2 separate regions of the Gossypium hirsutum genome follow, and region 2 is linked to region 1. Evidence: chromatin contacts called from public Hi-C data. All regions are on one chromosome and are shown on one strand. Each heading gives the region's core, a stretch centred on a gene start, on an enhancer-like site or on the middle of the called end of the contact. The rest is flanking DNA. Distances are from core to core; before and after follow the strand shown. Region 1 has its middle 19 kb from the start of LOC107955536. Region 2 holds the start of LOC107955541 (3-dehydroquinate synthase homolog).

Region 1 (4,751 bases), core at 885-3,384:
TTTGCTTCCGGATACAAGTGTACTTTGGCCTTTTTAATTAAGAGAATAGTCCACGTGTTGTAACAATTTTCACATAGTGATTTCTCTTAGTTGTCTTTGACAATGGTTAGTGATTGGTCTCCAATTGAATTTTTTTATGTAAATTCTTGTATGCTTAAAATAAGAGACCTCTCAATATAAATTATATTAAATAAATTTCCTAAAACAAGAAATTCCATTTTATAATTTCAAACATAAAATTTTCTTATCAAACTCGTCTAGAAAATTAAAAAAGAAAACGAAATTATGTTTATAATAATATATTAACTAACTTTATTGTACTCAATAGCTTGGTTCTTTCAAACACTTAATTCAAGGTTTTAACAACTATTTAAATTGTCATTTAGGTTGTTATTTAAGTCTTAATTCAATTGATATGAGTATTGTTGTCAATGTAAAAGGATATGGGTTTGAGTGTGCTGAATCGCATTTAAGAAAAAAATATTTTAAAAAATATTTAACTCAAAATTAAGAAAATACTTATTTTATGATGGAAGAACTTTAAAGTATATATATATTTTTTCTCTATCCCAATATAAAAAATCACTCATAGCTCAAAGTCACATATTAATAAACAATCTTGAAAGCAGTAAATCCAAATTTACTAGTTTCTGGTTTTCACATCAACAATTACAATGATTGTCCTGTATTGATGTTTAAAGCAACAATATATGAAACCATACAATAAATAAACACTAAAAAAAGTTAGGCATGCTTAAAAAAATTAAAACTTTGAAATCTAGCAATAATGGAAGCAATAATGTAAATTTGTTATTATTGATGTCCAGTCTTTTAAAATTAAAATAAAAATAAATTAAATTTTAAACCCTATCTCATCTTTAATATTAGGATATAAACGAAGTTTCATGGATGATAAGAATGATTTCCAATAATGATTGAGACATTTGAGGATATTAGTATGTTTCAATTTTTATTTTTATTTTGAAGAATTTTATCTTTTGAATTTAAAAATATAAATTTAATTGAATTTTTTTTTCAAGGTGTTCTACTACTGAAATTGATATAAAAATTTTAACAATATTAATAATTAGACTTAAATTTTGAAATTTTAAAATAAAATGATCGAATTCATGAAAATAAAAGTAGAAGGATTAAACTCCAGACGTACAAAGAGTATAAAAAATTTAAACATATTTTCACCGAGATCAAATACTTTACGTGAGATCATATTAAACACGATATTTATATCAAAATTAATATAAATTTAAAATATTTGAAATCCCATATAAAACACAATTTTCAAGATAATGTTAGGGATATGTCACCCAACAATATGTTTCAATAATTTTAAGCAAAGAATTTGATGCTCTTATTTGATAGAAAGATAATCACTAGGGGAGAGAAAAAGAAAGAGTTCCATGTATAAACAAACCCATGTTTTTAATCAATCAATGGAAAGACTTTTTATGCCTAATTTTGGCTTGCTTTTGTTTGTCATCACTCTTTGGTGAACAACCCCATTGATAATGACTATGCATAATTCTTCCCATTTTTTAGGTTATAAATGAAGAAAAAAATTACAAGAAAAATTCATGGTTAAATTAAAACTTTATATGGAAAAACTTTTTTTATTACACTCTAATAAATCTTTAATCTTTAATTTGTACCTCAATAAATAAATAAAAATTAAGATTTTAATAGGATTTATTTAGGTAAAAAGAATAAGTCTATTTAAGTCCAAAGAAATGAAATGAGATGAAGAGGTTTTTGTTAATATTTTTCAAAAATTATCTCATTTACTTTTAATTAAGTTTTAAAATTATATACGGATTGAGTGTTAACTTAATTGGTACTATTATTATTATAACGATAAAGAGGAGATAACTTATTGGGTACCTTTTAAAATATATACTAATTTAAGTTTATTATATTATTAATGTATTAAACACAAATTTAAAAATACAAAGTTCAAATTAAAAAAAAAAATAAAGGAAAACAAGGAAATAAAATAGAAGAAACCAAGAAAAAGAAGTGGGGTTTCAATTTTTATATATTGTGCTTAGTCCAATTCCTGTCTGGCCTGACAGTGATGGTTCAGGCCCTGGAGCTTCCTGTTGAACAAAACCAGCCCATGCTAGATTTTTTTTTCTTTCCCCCCTTTTCTATGGCTTTATTCATCTTGTAGATTCTTTTTTCAATTATGTCCCCCCCAAAAAACCATTTTTGCATTACCTTTTCTTCTTCATATTTACTAAATCAAACCTTTTGAAGCCACATCTTATATTTTGGATTGAAATAACTTTTTTAATTTCGTTTTTACATCTAGACTTGTATAAAATTTTATATTGGGCCTAATTCCAAAATACTCATAGAATTGTAGGTCATTTTGGTAATGGGTTAAAACAAACTTTTGAACCTTATGGAACCCAAAATGAGCATTTGGCAGAGCCATGGTGAAGTAGCTTAGAACCAAGCAAGTCATGAGATGAAGAGGAATTTCAAGCCCAACCAAAATCTCCATATTATGGTATAGCATCACCCCTTGTGGAAACGACGTTTTGGACCTTTTGATCTATGGATGATCCAACGTGCACACTATTTTGCTTTTCATGTTTGGATCTTTTAGGTTGGAAGAGGAAGTTAAGGGGAAGGGTAGGATTAGATTTCTTTATTGGTTGGGCATGGTTTGGACAATAACCTTAAATTCATTGTTTATTTCATATTAGAAATAAATTTATTTTATGAATAAATTAAATTTAAAACAATTTTTTAATCATTAAACTATCATTTAGATAAAATTGACTCAAATTATCAAAAGCTTTATTAAAACTAGTCCGAGTGAATAATATGATCAGGTTTAGTTAAGATCATTCATGTAATTTTCTATCAATTATTAATCAAAACTTATAGATGTGTGAGTCTCCATGTCATATCATGTGTTGTTGCTATGTGTGGATTTTAACTTAGTTAATTTTAGTATGAATTGTTCCTGTTGCTAGTCTGTTTGTACTATAATTATTTGGTTTTAAACTTTACTCCTATTCTTATTCCATTTATGCCTTAATAGTTTGATTCTACACTTTGTGATTACCCATACATAAATTTTACCATTTTATTAACTATAACTTCATAAATTTTAGGAGTCTAAAAAATAATTTTACGAAATAAAGAAAGTCAAGGTCCCTATCAACCCTAATCTAGTCCTTGTTAAACAAGTTGTGGATAAACTTGAAATTTACACATTATTTTCCACTAAACCAATAAATTGGTGAGGCGAAGGGGAGTTGTTTGATATCAACATTTTCTTTAAAAAGAGTTGGGCTAGAAATAAGTGATTGTGGGGTGAAAAGGTGGGTGAGAGTGTCAATTATGTATAATTCCATGGAAACCATACATTAATAGAACCATTCATTCTAATGAAGATTGCTTTAAGTTGTGAACAAACTTGGTGCCTTTTTTGCTTAAACATCATTTATTGTAAGTTGGGGACCATACAAGATTAAAAAAAAAAAGAAAAAAAAGAAGCGAATTAAATTACTTATAAACTTTGTTTTATTAGTGATTAATTAATTAAGCATGAAAAATATAATAGTTCATCATTTTTTAATCATACTTATGATAAGTAAAAAATTATGTAATAAAATTATAATAAAAAAAATCAAATATAGTTTTGGTTGAAATGATAAATTTGAAATAATAAAAATTGATATTTTGAGTTCAAATCTCATGATTGTGTATGTATTTTTTTTATATATTTATCTTAATATAAAAACGTAAATATATTCAAAATAGTATATGTTACTTTTTAAAATTAATAGACTTTTGTTAATTTTACAATTAAATTGAAATAGAAAATACCAACTCAATGGAAGGTATTATAATATAGGTATCTATAACTAATCTTAGAAGTAAATTGATTAGAGGAGTAAAACAGTTATTATACTTTCCTATTCTTACAACAAAATATAAAAATAAAAAAAAAAGTATTTTTGAATATTTTACAAGCATATACACATTTTAATTCATTTTATATGAATTTTGATATATTTGTGATATTTTTTCATTTCTTGTTTTAAATTTTGCATAATTTATTATTGTTATTCAATTTAAAGAATAAATTATTTGTTGATATTTTATCTTAATTCATAATATTTTTACTTAATTTGTCATAATAATTCAATTTAGAGAGAAAATTAGGTGTATATATTCGAGTTCTCACTAGTTTTTCATTTGTAAGGTATTGTAAATTTATATAAATTTTGATATGTTAATAATTTATTTTACATGTATTTTGACATGTTTATTTATATTGTGTCGTGCTCATTTATTTTTTTGACATTTTAGTCAATTTTAATTTTTTTTTCATTTTTCAATTTATTTCATAATTTGCATAAAATTTAATTAAATTTATTTAAAAATTAATTCATTATATATAAGTGTCATATTTAAAAATTTAATATGAATTGCGAAACAAAAAGCATGTTATAGTATATTAAAGAGATGCTTCATAAATGGATCTCGAAGGAAAGTGACATTTGGATTAAGGTGAGTGGATTGATTTTTAGTCAATTTTTTTACAAAAAGCAAACCGTATGGCAGACAACCGTGCCAAAATTTTCAACTTCAACTTCACGCATTGGTGGTGTTTAGGCTACTACTAAAGGAATGTTGTCTATTTCTATTAGACAACAAGGGAGGGTTTGCTTCTAGTTGATTATGTTGGCGGAGTTTTATTTGTTTAGGATGTAAGC
Region 2 (4,751 bases), core at 1,211-3,710, 150 kb after region 1:
CCTCCAGGGGTAGCTACATAAGCATGCACAGGCCCCTGCATATTTCCATGAGATCTTGTTCAAAGAATTTGCATTATAGAAGTAACACTTCATGATAAGCAAGGCATGAAAATGCCTCTGGATATATCCGAACTCAGAAGAAAAGATGAAAACTAAGTGAATTGCTCTGATAAATGATCGGCTGCTCTCTGCCATGACATTTTTGGAATCTCTAGCGTAAGCTAAAGAGATCTCTTCTACAGTTGTAACCAAGCGTGAAGGCAAAACTTACAGCATTGACTCGAAAAGGTCTACTTGCAATGTAACTCGACTCCAAACATTCCGAGTGAACAAGAAAAAGTCCTCTAGCAAATGACCCAACCTGTCGAATGGTGGTTCTTACACTTAATAAGAGCAGAAACATCTGAATCCCAAGATAGTTTATGGATAAGAAAGATTTTGTGCGTACCAAAAGTCCCTCACCGGGCCTCATGAGACTACAAAGGTCCACACAAACCCGATCACCCATTCCGACTGCATGAACCTGAGTTATAGTAGCTTTTGTCAAGCTCAATCTGTTGTGAACTTCATTCCTTCTATTGAAGTACTCCTGATAATTTAAAGCATGTTAAGGAACAACCATCAATAAACTCAAATATGCAGAACTAGAGCAGTTTACCTTCAAATCAAGAACAGCTTTGACAACCTCAACTTTTAAAACAACCCCACCAAGTCCATGCTCCAAGGCCTACAACGAAAAGATAGTTACGGAATGGAAAATGCAATTGAAAATCCAACTTGACTATATACAAGGAACACAAATGCTGCAAAGATATACTTGTATTTTCTAAGATAACTCGTGAATACCTCGAGAAATAGTTGTGCTTCAGCAGGTGATTTCGAGACAGCAAACACAGTCGTTTTACTGCCTTGGAACTCTGCCACAATATTTTCTGCAGGAATCACCTAGAAAAATAAACAAGATTACGACATTTTGCAAGTGTGATATATAGATGAGATAAAAATTTAGTTACTTTTCCGAAGAACGAAATAGAACTAAACTTTAGCCAAGCATAAAGAGCAATACATATCATAATGGATGCAAATTCAAACACATAGTTCAAATAAATTACTTCAAGACAAGTTTAGAATGATGCATATTCATAACGAACACTGACACTCATACCTGCCAATCTAGTAAATCAATAACAACATTCTCTACATGATGAGCCTCAGGGTGGAGCTTCTTTAACTCTGAGGGAGTTGAAACCTGAAAAATTGTAGCAACTCTTTCGCCGGCATTATCGAAAATCTCTCTTTCTTTAATGAAAAGAGGATCAATCAATGCAATTTCTGTAAATTCAACAACAAAACTCCCAGAAAATCAATCAATAAAAGTCTTTAACTAAAACCCCACACCATTTACTTCATTATCACTATATGAAATCCATGTCGCTTCAATTGTATGAATACAGGGATATCAATCCAAACTGCACCAAAATGGGTAAAAGTACTATGAAAACCCTCAGATTACATTTTGCTCTCCCTACTTAAAAAATTTCATCTTTTATACCGTTAAAGACTGACAAAGCTGACATAATAATCGGACAATGACGTGGTATGCCATGAGGCCAATTTTTAAAATGAATAAAATTTTTAATAGGGTCCGACTTCTAGCAAGGGGCCTTTTACCACCAAAATGCGTTGAGAACTTACAAAATTTGACCATTTCTATCCGTAGTCCAAGTAACATAGTATGAAACAAACCATATCTTTAAGTCTTTAACCTAAAAAAAACATCAATCAAATTCAATTTTAATGCAAAAATTACAAAAAGGGAACAACGATGATTAAGTTTGGAATTACTTTACTTGACCATTCATTGGCAAGCCCTTGATTCAGTGAAGAAAAGATGAAGGTATCCCATCCTCTTTCCACTGCAGCAGTCATTACTTGACTGTTTTCAGTCCAAATCCATACCTTCTTGGATGATAATTCATACATTGACGTAGAGAGTGGCGAATCAGAAGCAGCAATGGAACACATTCGAAGACTTGAATTAATACTCAAATGGGTTGTCTTGGTTTTGCTATATCTGTTCAAAGACTGAACCTTTCCATGATTTGATCTGCAAAGTTTCCAACTTTTATCTCATTGGCTCAATTAAGATAAAGAAATGACACTCAGAAGGGTTTGTAAGAGAGAATATAAAGACAATTGAAGTGAAGATATGAGAACCTGAAGCAGGGGAGGTGAGTTGGGGTTCTGACAAGAGAGACAGAAGCAGAGGACAGCGAAGCCATCGTCCTTTTAACACGATGGTCATGTTTCGACTTTGGAGTAATGAAGTGAATTTTGATTTTGGGGTCGAATTTGGACTTGATTGCAGGGATTGGTCCAGATTGAATCCGAATGGAGTGGGCTTTCACAGTTTCACTTAGATCAGCAAAATTTTTGGTTTTTTTTTTTTCATAAACGTAAATTTAGCACTCAAACTTTTAACCCTCAACCTTTAAATTTTTAAATTTTAAAAATTGGCCAAAATGACTTTAAAAAAGAATAAGTGCCAAATATTAGAGGTTAAATTTATATTTTTGTTGGTACTTAAACTATACATGATATTAAAAAAATAATTTAGGTTTAATCGCTATTAGGGAGTTTAACTTAATAACTATTTCTGAATTGAGGATTGAATTTCTTTTTCTCTAAGCTAGGCCTTAAACTTGATAATTGTTTCTATATTAGGACTTGAACTAGGCAATTATTCTCACATTGAAGCTTAAATTTTTTTTTTATCCAAGTTAATCCTTAAACTTGACAATTATTCCCAATTTAAGACTCAAACTTTAAGGTTTTTAAGGACATGTCAAAGACTAACTTGGGTACAAAAAAAGTTAAAAACCCAAATATAGGAACAATTATCAAGTTCGAGGCTTAACTTAGACAAAAAAGTTCAAGCCCTAATGTGGTAACAATTATCAAGTTCAATGTTTAATTTGGACAAAAAAAAATTCAATCCCGATGTGAGAATAGTCGTCAAATTCAAGCATCAAAAAATTATTTAACTCTTTTTTGTTGCAAATAATACCTAAATTATACTTTGTTACTCTAAGTAGTAACTAAACTATACCCGTTACCCAAATTATCCTGCTAGTGAAAAAAATCTCTTAGCCAATTTTTTTGTGAGTAGTGATATTTTTAAATTAAAATTAAATAAAAAATTTAAAACTGTTAAAATCAAATTTAATCAAAATAAAACTTTTCAATTTCGTTTACACTCTTTTTTGGATAAATGATTTTGGATTATCCAAAGAAAGCAGTAATCTGCTACATCAAAGAGTAAAAGAATCAGTCAAGAAATCTCCAACTCCTACACAGTCTAATATTAAGCATCATCCCTAATAATATTTTTGCCTATCAATCTCATCTGTACAATACTCTTTATGCTATTTACAATATCCTGGTCACTAACCTGCTGACTTGTGAACTGCCTCCTATTTCTTTCTGCCCAAATAAGATGGACAAAAGCATTCCATGCAAGTTTCAAAATAAGAGTAAGAAGGGACTTTCCTTTTAACCTTGTCAATGCCCATCGGAGCCAATGATCCCAATTACCTCCACATCTATGAATGCAACCAAGTTTCAATACCTTCTGCCACACACTCAAAAAATAGATGGTTCCTGGACTCAAGCTCATAGCCACAAAAAACACTTCCTTCAATATGAAGCCCCATAGAAATAAGCCTCTACTTAGCAGGCAATCTGTCAAGAATTGCCATCCAAGTGATTATGGAGTGCTTAGGTATATTCCAAGCATGCGACACCTGCTTATCCCATTTCACTTTCTCTCTTCTCCTCCTTATTTGCTCCCAGATATTGGAAATTGATTCAACTCCGAAGACACTCAGAGAGATATCCCTAAGCTTCAAAATTTTCCTACACAGCCAGATCCCATTAGTCGAAAATGAAGCCTGCCAGAATGATGCCCCCTTTAAAACATAATCATGCAACCATGTATTCCTTAAAGACACACCTCTAGCAAGAATCTCTCGAATAAGTTTCACCATACAAGCCTAATTCCATGTGATTAAATCCTTTATCCCCAGACCACCCTCGGACTTAGGAAGACAGATGAAACTCCATCCTACCCTTGCTCCCTTTGCAGGACGATCCTTGCCCTTCCAAAAGAGTCTTAAACACATTTGCTTGATCCTATGAATGACGGATTTAGGTAAGAAGAAATGCGTACACCAGTATTTTTGCACATTAAAAATCAGTGATTGAATGAGTTGCAAACGCCCTGCATAAGAAAGTTTCTTGACAAAACAATTAACCCTCTCCGACATTTTGTCAATTAAAGGAGCACAATCCTTAACTGTCAGCCTCCAAGTCACTAAAGGGACACCAAGGTACCTAACTGGCAGCCTTCCCATTTTAATCCCAGTGATTCTAAGAATATCCTCCATTTCCTCATCAAGAATCCCAGAAGCAAAAATTTCAGTCTTTGCAGGGTTAAGCTTTAAACCAGAAAAATCATAAAACTTTTGAAGCACACACCAAATGCCCACAACAGAATTCAAAGTACCCTTTGAAAAGATTAAAAGATCATCAGCAAAACAAAGATGTGTGAGATGAATCCTATGGCATTTAGGGTGAAATTGGAAAATCCCCTTCTGAACTGCTAAATCCAGAAAGCTTGAAAGATCATTCATCGAAATAACAAAAAGATAGGGAGACAGTGGGTCTCCCTGTCTTATACCCCTAGCTCCCTT

Evidence for each region. A called contact is a pair of places that touch in the nucleus more often than the background predicts.
Region 2: a contact with region 1 is called in a Hi-C map of leaf, with 2.1 times the contacts expected there. The contact joins the promoter of LOC107955541 here to the enhancer-like site in region 1. A contact is called at or near these places in 16 of 34 Hi-C or Micro-C datasets (anther, callus, fibers and 4 more).

What each region holds. Positions count from the first base shown.
Region 1 is chrA07:96,130,482-96,135,232 of Gossypium_hirsutum_v2.1, forward strand. No RefSeq gene overlaps it. Among protein-coding and RNA genes, the nearest start is that of LOC107955536, 19 kb to the left of the region's middle. Within about 2 kb of position 2,135, at least 3 of the 9 cell types and tissues checked have an H3K27ac peak or open chromatin away from gene starts, as enhancers often do. A contact at or near this core is called in hypocotyl and leaf, where this site is marked.
Region 2 is chrA07:96,282,786-96,287,536 of Gossypium_hirsutum_v2.1, forward strand. It overlaps LOC107955541 (3-dehydroquinate synthase homolog), which reads right to left and starts at 2,461. Exons shown (of 10, transcript XM_016891333.2): 1 at 2,218-2,461; 2 at 1,851-2,107; 3 at 1,166-1,332; 4 at 847-945; 5 at 659-727; 6 at 449-589; 7 at 272-361; 8 at 1-35. The coding sequence starts at 2,282.